Regions from separate parts of the Zea mays genome. Here region 2 is linked to region 1. The links are chromatin contacts, called in public Hi-C maps. All regions are on one chromosome and are shown on one strand. Each heading gives the region's core, a stretch centred on a gene start, on an enhancer-like site or on the middle of the called end of the contact. The rest is flanking DNA. Distances are from core to core; before and after follow the strand shown. Region 1 holds the start of LOC542393 (phosphoenolpyruvate carboxylase 4). Region 2 holds the start of LOC100272859.

Region 1 (3,428 bases), core at 531-3,030:
GAGTCCAAAAAATTCGAAAAAAATTGCAAAAAATTACAAATTTCATCCCCAATCCCTCTATATATATCCCTACCCGGGTGGAGCTCATTTCACACACCATTTCATCTCATTTCTCTCTTCCAAACTCGCCTTTTCTACTCATCTTCACGTCATGTCTTCCTCGAGCACAAACTCAAGTGAAGGAGCCGAAGGGGGAATGTGCAATGCATTGCAAGCAGCCATGGAGGAGGCTATGCTCAACCTCAATGAAGAGTCGTCGAGCAGGCCCAAGCGTCGTCGACGCTACATCAATCGTGATCGTGAGTCTGCCCATGATCGGCTTCATCAAGACTACTTCGCCGATGACTGTGTGTATCCTCCAAATTACTTTCGGCGTAGGTATCGCATGAGGCGACAACTTTTTTTGAGTATTATGCTTAGATTAGGTGAATACTCTCCGTATTTCACCCAAAGAGAAGATGCTCTGGGTCGACTCGGGCTCTCTCCCCTACAAAAGTGCACCGCAGCTCTGCGCTTGTTAGCCTATGGATCCGCTGCAGATTCGATAGATGAGTACTTAAAGCTAGCTAGATCAACTGCATTAGAGTGTCTAGAGAAGTTTTGTGAGGGTATCATTCATTGTTATGAGGAGGAGTTCTGTCGTCGACCAAATGTCGCGGATATTCAGCGTCTACTAGCAAAAGCAGAAGAGCGTGGCTTTCCAGGCATGCTAGGAAGTATCGATTGTATGCATTGGCAGTGGAGGAATTGTCCGGTCGCCCATGCCGGTCAATTCACAAGGGGGGATATCAAACATCCCACCATCATCTTAGAAGCTGTTGCATCGTATGATCGGTGGATCTGGCATGCTTTTTTTGGGGTGGCCGGGTCCAACAATGACATTAACGTACTGAATCAGTCGCCATTATTCAAGGATGTCCTTCAAGGTCAAGCACCCATAGTGAACTTCATGGTTAATGGACATGAACACAATATGGGATACTATCTTGCCGACGGCATCTACCCTTCCTGGCCGGTGTTCATCAAGGGTATTCCGCTTCCACAAAGTGAGAAACATCAGTTATTCACAAATGCTCAAGCAGCATGGCGCAAAGATGTTGAGTGCGCTTTTGGAGTGTTGAAATCTCGGTTCAACATTATAGCAGTTCCTGGACGTTCTTACTCTCAACGTACTCTTGGTTTGATCATGCGTGCATGTGTCATTTTGCACAATATGATCATCGATGACGAGCGTGATGCCGATTTAGACGAGACATATGAGACAGTTGATTCTACAGTCGGCCCGTCGATCTACTACAATGCAACCCCGAGCCTAGCAGCTAGGATTCAAATGGACAACGAGATGACGGACACATCGATGTATACACAACTACTAAATGATTTGGTTGAACATGTATGGGGACATAATAATCATTAGATTTATGTAATTTTCTATTAATTATTATGTATTTTTAAATCGTCATGTAATTTTATTTTAATTATTACGCAATTTGTAATTTTTAATTCAATAAAAATATTATGTTGTGTGTTTTCTGAGCGTTGAAATAAATCCGCGTGAATTACTTAATTCTGAAATAGAAAAGCTGATGTGGCTATAGCCTGAGGCTGTAGCCTGCTGCAGCCTGTGCACTGGAGCAGCAGAGGCGAGAGTGGAGGCGAGAGCTGACGTGGCAGTGGCGAGAGGGAGGCTGTGCACTGGACTCAGCCTAATGCTTTCCATCCTTCCTCCGTCTATAAAGTGGCCGCCAGAATCCGCTCCTCCTACTAAAGTACTACTCTGCCCTCTCCTGGCTCCTCTCCTTCCTGCTTGGTTTTTGCTTTCAGCTCTTGAACCGAATCCACTGCCGCGGCGCTTAGCATTGGGGACTAGGGGGCCGACATGGCTGCCTTAGGGGCGAAGATGGAGCGTCTGTCGTCGATCGACGCGCAGCTGCGGATGCTGGTGCCGGGGAAGGTTTCGGAGGACGATAAGCTCATCGAGTACGACGCTCTCCTCCTCGATCGGTTCCTCGACATCCTTCAGGACCTCCATGGCGACGACCTCAAGGAAATGGTACCTATTCTTCCTGCAACTTACGTGTCCCCACTGGTTCCTATACTATTGTGTTTTGTTTTATTGGCTCGGGCTTGCGGTGCAGCTTTAATCTTGGGTTGGATCCAAGTAATCTAGTTCAGTCATGTGTCCTGTACCTGTTATTTTACCTTTATTTTGTATTTCATATATATATTTTACTTTTCGTTCTTTTTTCCTGAGAAAAAAAAACAGTGAACAAGTATCAATATTTAGTCAAAAAGAAGGCATGAAATTAAGGTCTTCTTTGTTTTCTTTTCAGAGTCCACACCTCAGGTTTAAATACAAGGCGGTTGATTTCCTGCTTAATTTGGTGTGGACAAGAATAGTATTCTTTTAGAATATAAAAAACATAGTGGATGACTAGGTGCTGGATTCACGTTCCTAGTGTTCCTTGTTTTTTTTTCGTTATTGCTCAAAGATTGGTTTCTTTTTTCAGTGGTAAAGGAGACTGACCATCACAGATCTTTTGATTGATTGGTCGGATAGGTTCGAATTTTTAATCTCAATCATATCGGTAGAAACATGGCTTTATTTGTGGAAAATCCATTTGTAACAAGTGTGGATCTTTAGTTGTTATATATATTCCTGGTCCATTAACTGACTTTGGACCGATTGATTGATTGAAACAATGAAACCTGCAGATTCCACGACATCCTTTGACTGCTTGACTTTTCATTTTCCTTTTCGATGGCAACACATAGTGGGCACTGGGCAGACTTTATCCCCAGGCTCCAGCAACTTAAACTTTACAGCTGATTTCAGAGCTTCTTCTAGAACTGGCATATCATGTTAACCCCTGTAGCACGTGAACCCCTGTTATCTTTCTAACACCTTCCGTGACAGAACATGGACACCTAGAACGTATGACAGTCAGCTAATAGGCAAACTATGAAAAATCTTGGATCAAAATAAAGCCTCCGTTCAAGTGGGCTAATAAGGCTAAGTTCTTGTATTGTTCAGTAAGTGTGACTTACCGTATTAAATTTATTTGACATGGCCAGTTGGCAGCAATACTATAGCATATGTAAATTTATTTGGGATTGATATGTGGATTGAGTACGGTCACTGGTAGTAAAAAATCCAGAAACAGACACAGACCTATCTTCTTTCTCTCTTTGTTAATCATGTATGGTCATTAATTGAGTCCTCTTGCTGATTAGGTTCAAGAATGCTATGAGGTAGCTGCTGAGTATGAAACAAAACATGACTTGCAAAAGCTTGATGAACTCGGGAAGATGATAACAAGCTTGGATCCTGGGGACTCTATCGTGATTGCTAAGTCTTTCTCGCACATGCTTAACTTGGCCAACTTGGCTGAGGAAGTCCAGATAGCCTACAGGAGGAGAATCAAGCT
Region 2 (3,457 bases), core at 390-2,889, 310 kb before region 1:
CGTGAGCGCGGCCAGATCCAGATCTAGTCGTTCCTGTGCGCGAGTGTGACATGTATATGTTTGTGCCCATGTATATGTTTGTGATTTGATATACGTATTATTATAAAACTAACGAGTAAACGGGCATGCCCGTGGGCATGCTTTACCCGCGGATAGAGGAAGAGTATTGTATTTTACCCGTGAAGGGTGCGGGCGCGGGCGCGAATTTTGGCTTGCGAGCGCAAGCAATACAAGCTGGTATCTGCGGGTAATTTACTCGTTGCCATCTTTACTGGCGATGGCCTTTGCGGCGTTCTCGATGTATGGCACCGCACCGAGGGCGCCCGCTACGACAGAGCTACCTGGACTAGGAGACTCTCGATGTATGGCACCGCACCGAGGGCGCCCGCTACGACAGAGCTACCTGGACTAGGAGACGGCGGTGGCCATGGGCGACCAGATAGTCGCTCGCCACGTCATGTGCCTCTGCCTCGACGATGTCGAGGCACACAAGTTCAAGGGCCGTGGTGCTGCAGGCGGCGGGGAGGAACTCAGGAGACCTAGGCTACGAGAGGACGATGGATGGTACACGACATGACGACGGAGGTGGTACGGTGCTGGAGGGCGTCCATGGCGAGTCCACGGGCTACTGTGGATATGATTGTACGAAGCAGGGCAGACCTACGTTGGTTGGAGTGCGCTCGTCTTTATCCCGTAAATAGTAGAGTACAATTTTCACCATTAGATCTCCTGTTTAACCTAACTTGGATGTACTCGCTTTATTATTTTGGTACTCATCCTCACAATTGTACCCTCACTCCCGTTTTATGCTGAGTCCGCCCCTGGTACAAAGCCGAGACCGCAGGTCTAATGACCAAGCAGCAAGCAACGAAAGTGATTGAAGAAGCTTCAGCACCGATCCTTTCGCTTGCGCACCCACGCTCGCTGCTCCAGCTCCTGCTCCATGCCTGCACCTGGTGCCTGGTGGGCAAGTTGCATAGCTACTGCAGTGACAGCAACGACCCGAACCCTGTTGCTGCCGACGAGTGCTCCAACCTGTAGGACACGGGGCCATCATGGCTGGCCCCGGGTCCAGGCGGCTCAAGGTGATGCTCAGGAGGTCAGGAAGATGTTGTCGCCGAGAAATTTCAGTAGGGTGAACGGTTTTCTAAAAAAACATCGAGATCCACATGACATATAGGATCTATTTCTAGGATGTATGGTTAAACCACAATCCATTTAGATCTACGAAAGACCCTAACAATAAATAGAACTTTTAAAACACAATACTTTAAAAGTTTATAGTCTAAGAGAGTGTTTGAATGCACTATAACTAATAGTTTGTTGGCTAAAAATTATTAGTAAAATTAGCTAACTAACAAATAGCTACCTAACTATTAACTAATTTATAAAAAAATTAGTTAGGTTTTTTAAATGTCTCAATTAATTTTAATCACTAACTAAACATCCCCTAAGATACACGACCAGAAACGTATTTTACTCGTTTCCAATTCCACATCCGTTTCCAATACTTCGAGACTTCGCATCCAAATAAGGCTTTAACCGCAAACCCGATATTCAGCCAAGGGTGTGTGTGTAAAAACCCACACGCGTATGTCGTCTTGCCTTCCTCGTCGAATCGCGCGCATCTCCGCTCCACAACCTTCTTAATTTTCTGAAGCTTGGGCGGGATCTCGGCTCGCCTCCGTCCATCTCTATGGCGCCACGGGGCCACCACCTGGCGGAGGTGGCCCTCCTCGCCTCTGCTTCGGCGGACCTCGCAGCCGCAGGCGCCGGCGAGAGGGAGGGGTGGTTGGACGACCCCGCCATCCTCCCCTCGCTCGGGCCCCGCGCGCGATCTCTCGCCGTGGCCAGCGCGGCGCACTCCGTGCTCGTGATCGTCGCGGTGGCGGGAGGTGGAGGCGGCGGGGTCACGGTGGAGCCTGCGCTGGGGCCCGACGAGGGCCGAATCTCCGCCGTTGAGTGGGTCCCGTTCGCCGGGGAGGACGATGCAGAGGGGGAGGAGGGGGTGTCCGTGGTGATCGGCACGGACGCTGGGTGGCTACTGTTCTACTCGCTCGCAGGCGATCTATTGCACAAGCAGGTCGTTCGTAAGATCCTATCCATCTGGATCTCCGTAGATACAGCGTTCTGAGAATTATTTCTCATTATTGGTGCTATTTGTCATAATTCTCATAATTTTTAAGAATATCAGGCTGTTTTTTGCCCGGTTTTGCTATATCATGCTCGAGTGAGAAAAGCTCAAAAACTTGTTCACATGACAAAATACTTTTAGTAGGATCACGTAAGTTCCAAATATAATCTTCAAATGTGTGAGTTCTAGCAGTACAGTCCGAATGTAGTTTCAGTATAAGGTGGTTGTTTTAAATAGAAGATGTTCTGCTTAGATGCCTTCTACTTTTATGGACTATGCTGTCTATCTCTAAGCGTTAGCAAATATGCATATTTGTTTTTGTTACTTCATGCCTTCATGGTAAATGGTAATAGTGCAGTCCTTGAATTGTTATTTCAGAGTATATATCCTGCAAAGATACTGAAACTCAACTTTCGTGAGAGGAAGGAGAACGCTTGGGAAGATTCAGGCTCAGATGAACTTTCTGTAGTGTTTCCTGGTGTTATCGCGCGCTTTGATGGTGCTGACCTTCAGGTTTGTGTGAAACCATCACTCTCTAGTCTCTATTATCTCTATATAAGAAACAGAGAATTTGTGCTCAGACGCCAGTGATGATCAGGCTTTCTGTGCATGTTCAAGGATAAGAACTGAATTCTTGGTTGCTCACAGAACGTTCTTAAAAAAGCATTTCAAGATGTAAAATCACGCCTGTGGAAAGATAAGTTTGAAGAGCAAGATGCTGAGGATGAGGAAACTTTTGGACGAATACCCTTTCAGATTTGGAATGTAAACAAGTTCAGTTCATGCGCTGATGCTGCAATTGTTGGTCTGATGCCACCTCCCTTGTTAGAACTTCAGGTGACTTACTGACTATCATTCTTCTATTGTTGGTAGATATAACTGTTGCATAAACTTATTATTATGCCTTTGCCATTTGGTTTTATCATATCCTGATTCTCTTAAAAGCTACCTTTAGTGGAAGTTTTCTGAAGCCACGATTATATTGAATTCAGCTGCTTTTATATTGCTGGGCAGTCAAGTCAGCGCCACTACTGTGCCATCACAGTTGGAGAGGATGCTGTAGTTTCAGCATATAGGTGAGTTTCACTACCTGCAATGGGTTTTGCATTTCTGACATCCATTATGAGTTCTATGGTTATGGTGTGTCCAAGACAGAATAGTGCCTGTATTATTCATGTGCAAATGTACTTTGTGTATTATGTTTCCCACTTTAAATTATGTTGCAAGTTTGCAACAGAAAACTAGCTATGATATTGATAGTTTCCATTCAAATTTGAATTGCAATCAGTTCATACTATTGTTTCTCTAGAAGTTGGCATTGGG

The links. A called contact is a pair of places that touch in the nucleus more often than the background predicts.
Region 2: a contact with region 1 is called in a Hi-C map of endosperm, with 2.4 times the contacts expected there. The contact joins the promoter of LOC100272859 here to the promoter of LOC542393 in region 1. A contact is called at or near these places in 8 of 25 Hi-C or Micro-C datasets (bundle sheath, ear, endosperm and 3 more) and 1 of 3 datasets of contacts at active chromatin or transcription factors (leaf).

What each region holds. Positions count from the first base shown.
Region 1 is chr7:90,709,174-90,712,601 of Zm-B73-REFERENCE-NAM-5.0, reverse strand. LOC542393 (phosphoenolpyruvate carboxylase 4) reads left to right here and starts at 1,780. Exons shown (of 10, transcript NM_001111968.1): 1 at 1,780-2,053; 2 at 3,235-3,428. The coding sequence starts at 1,880. LOC109940864 reads left to right here. Exons shown (of 1, transcript XM_020541201.2): 1 at 1-1,707. The coding sequence starts at 152. The coding sequence ends at 1,417.
Region 2 is chr7:91,017,950-91,021,406 of Zm-B73-REFERENCE-NAM-5.0, reverse strand. LOC100272859 reads left to right here and starts at 1,639. Exons shown (of 8, transcript NM_001147312.2): 1 at 1,639-2,083; 2 at 2,513-2,647; 3 at 2,783-2,971; 4 at 3,149-3,210. The coding sequence starts at 1,697.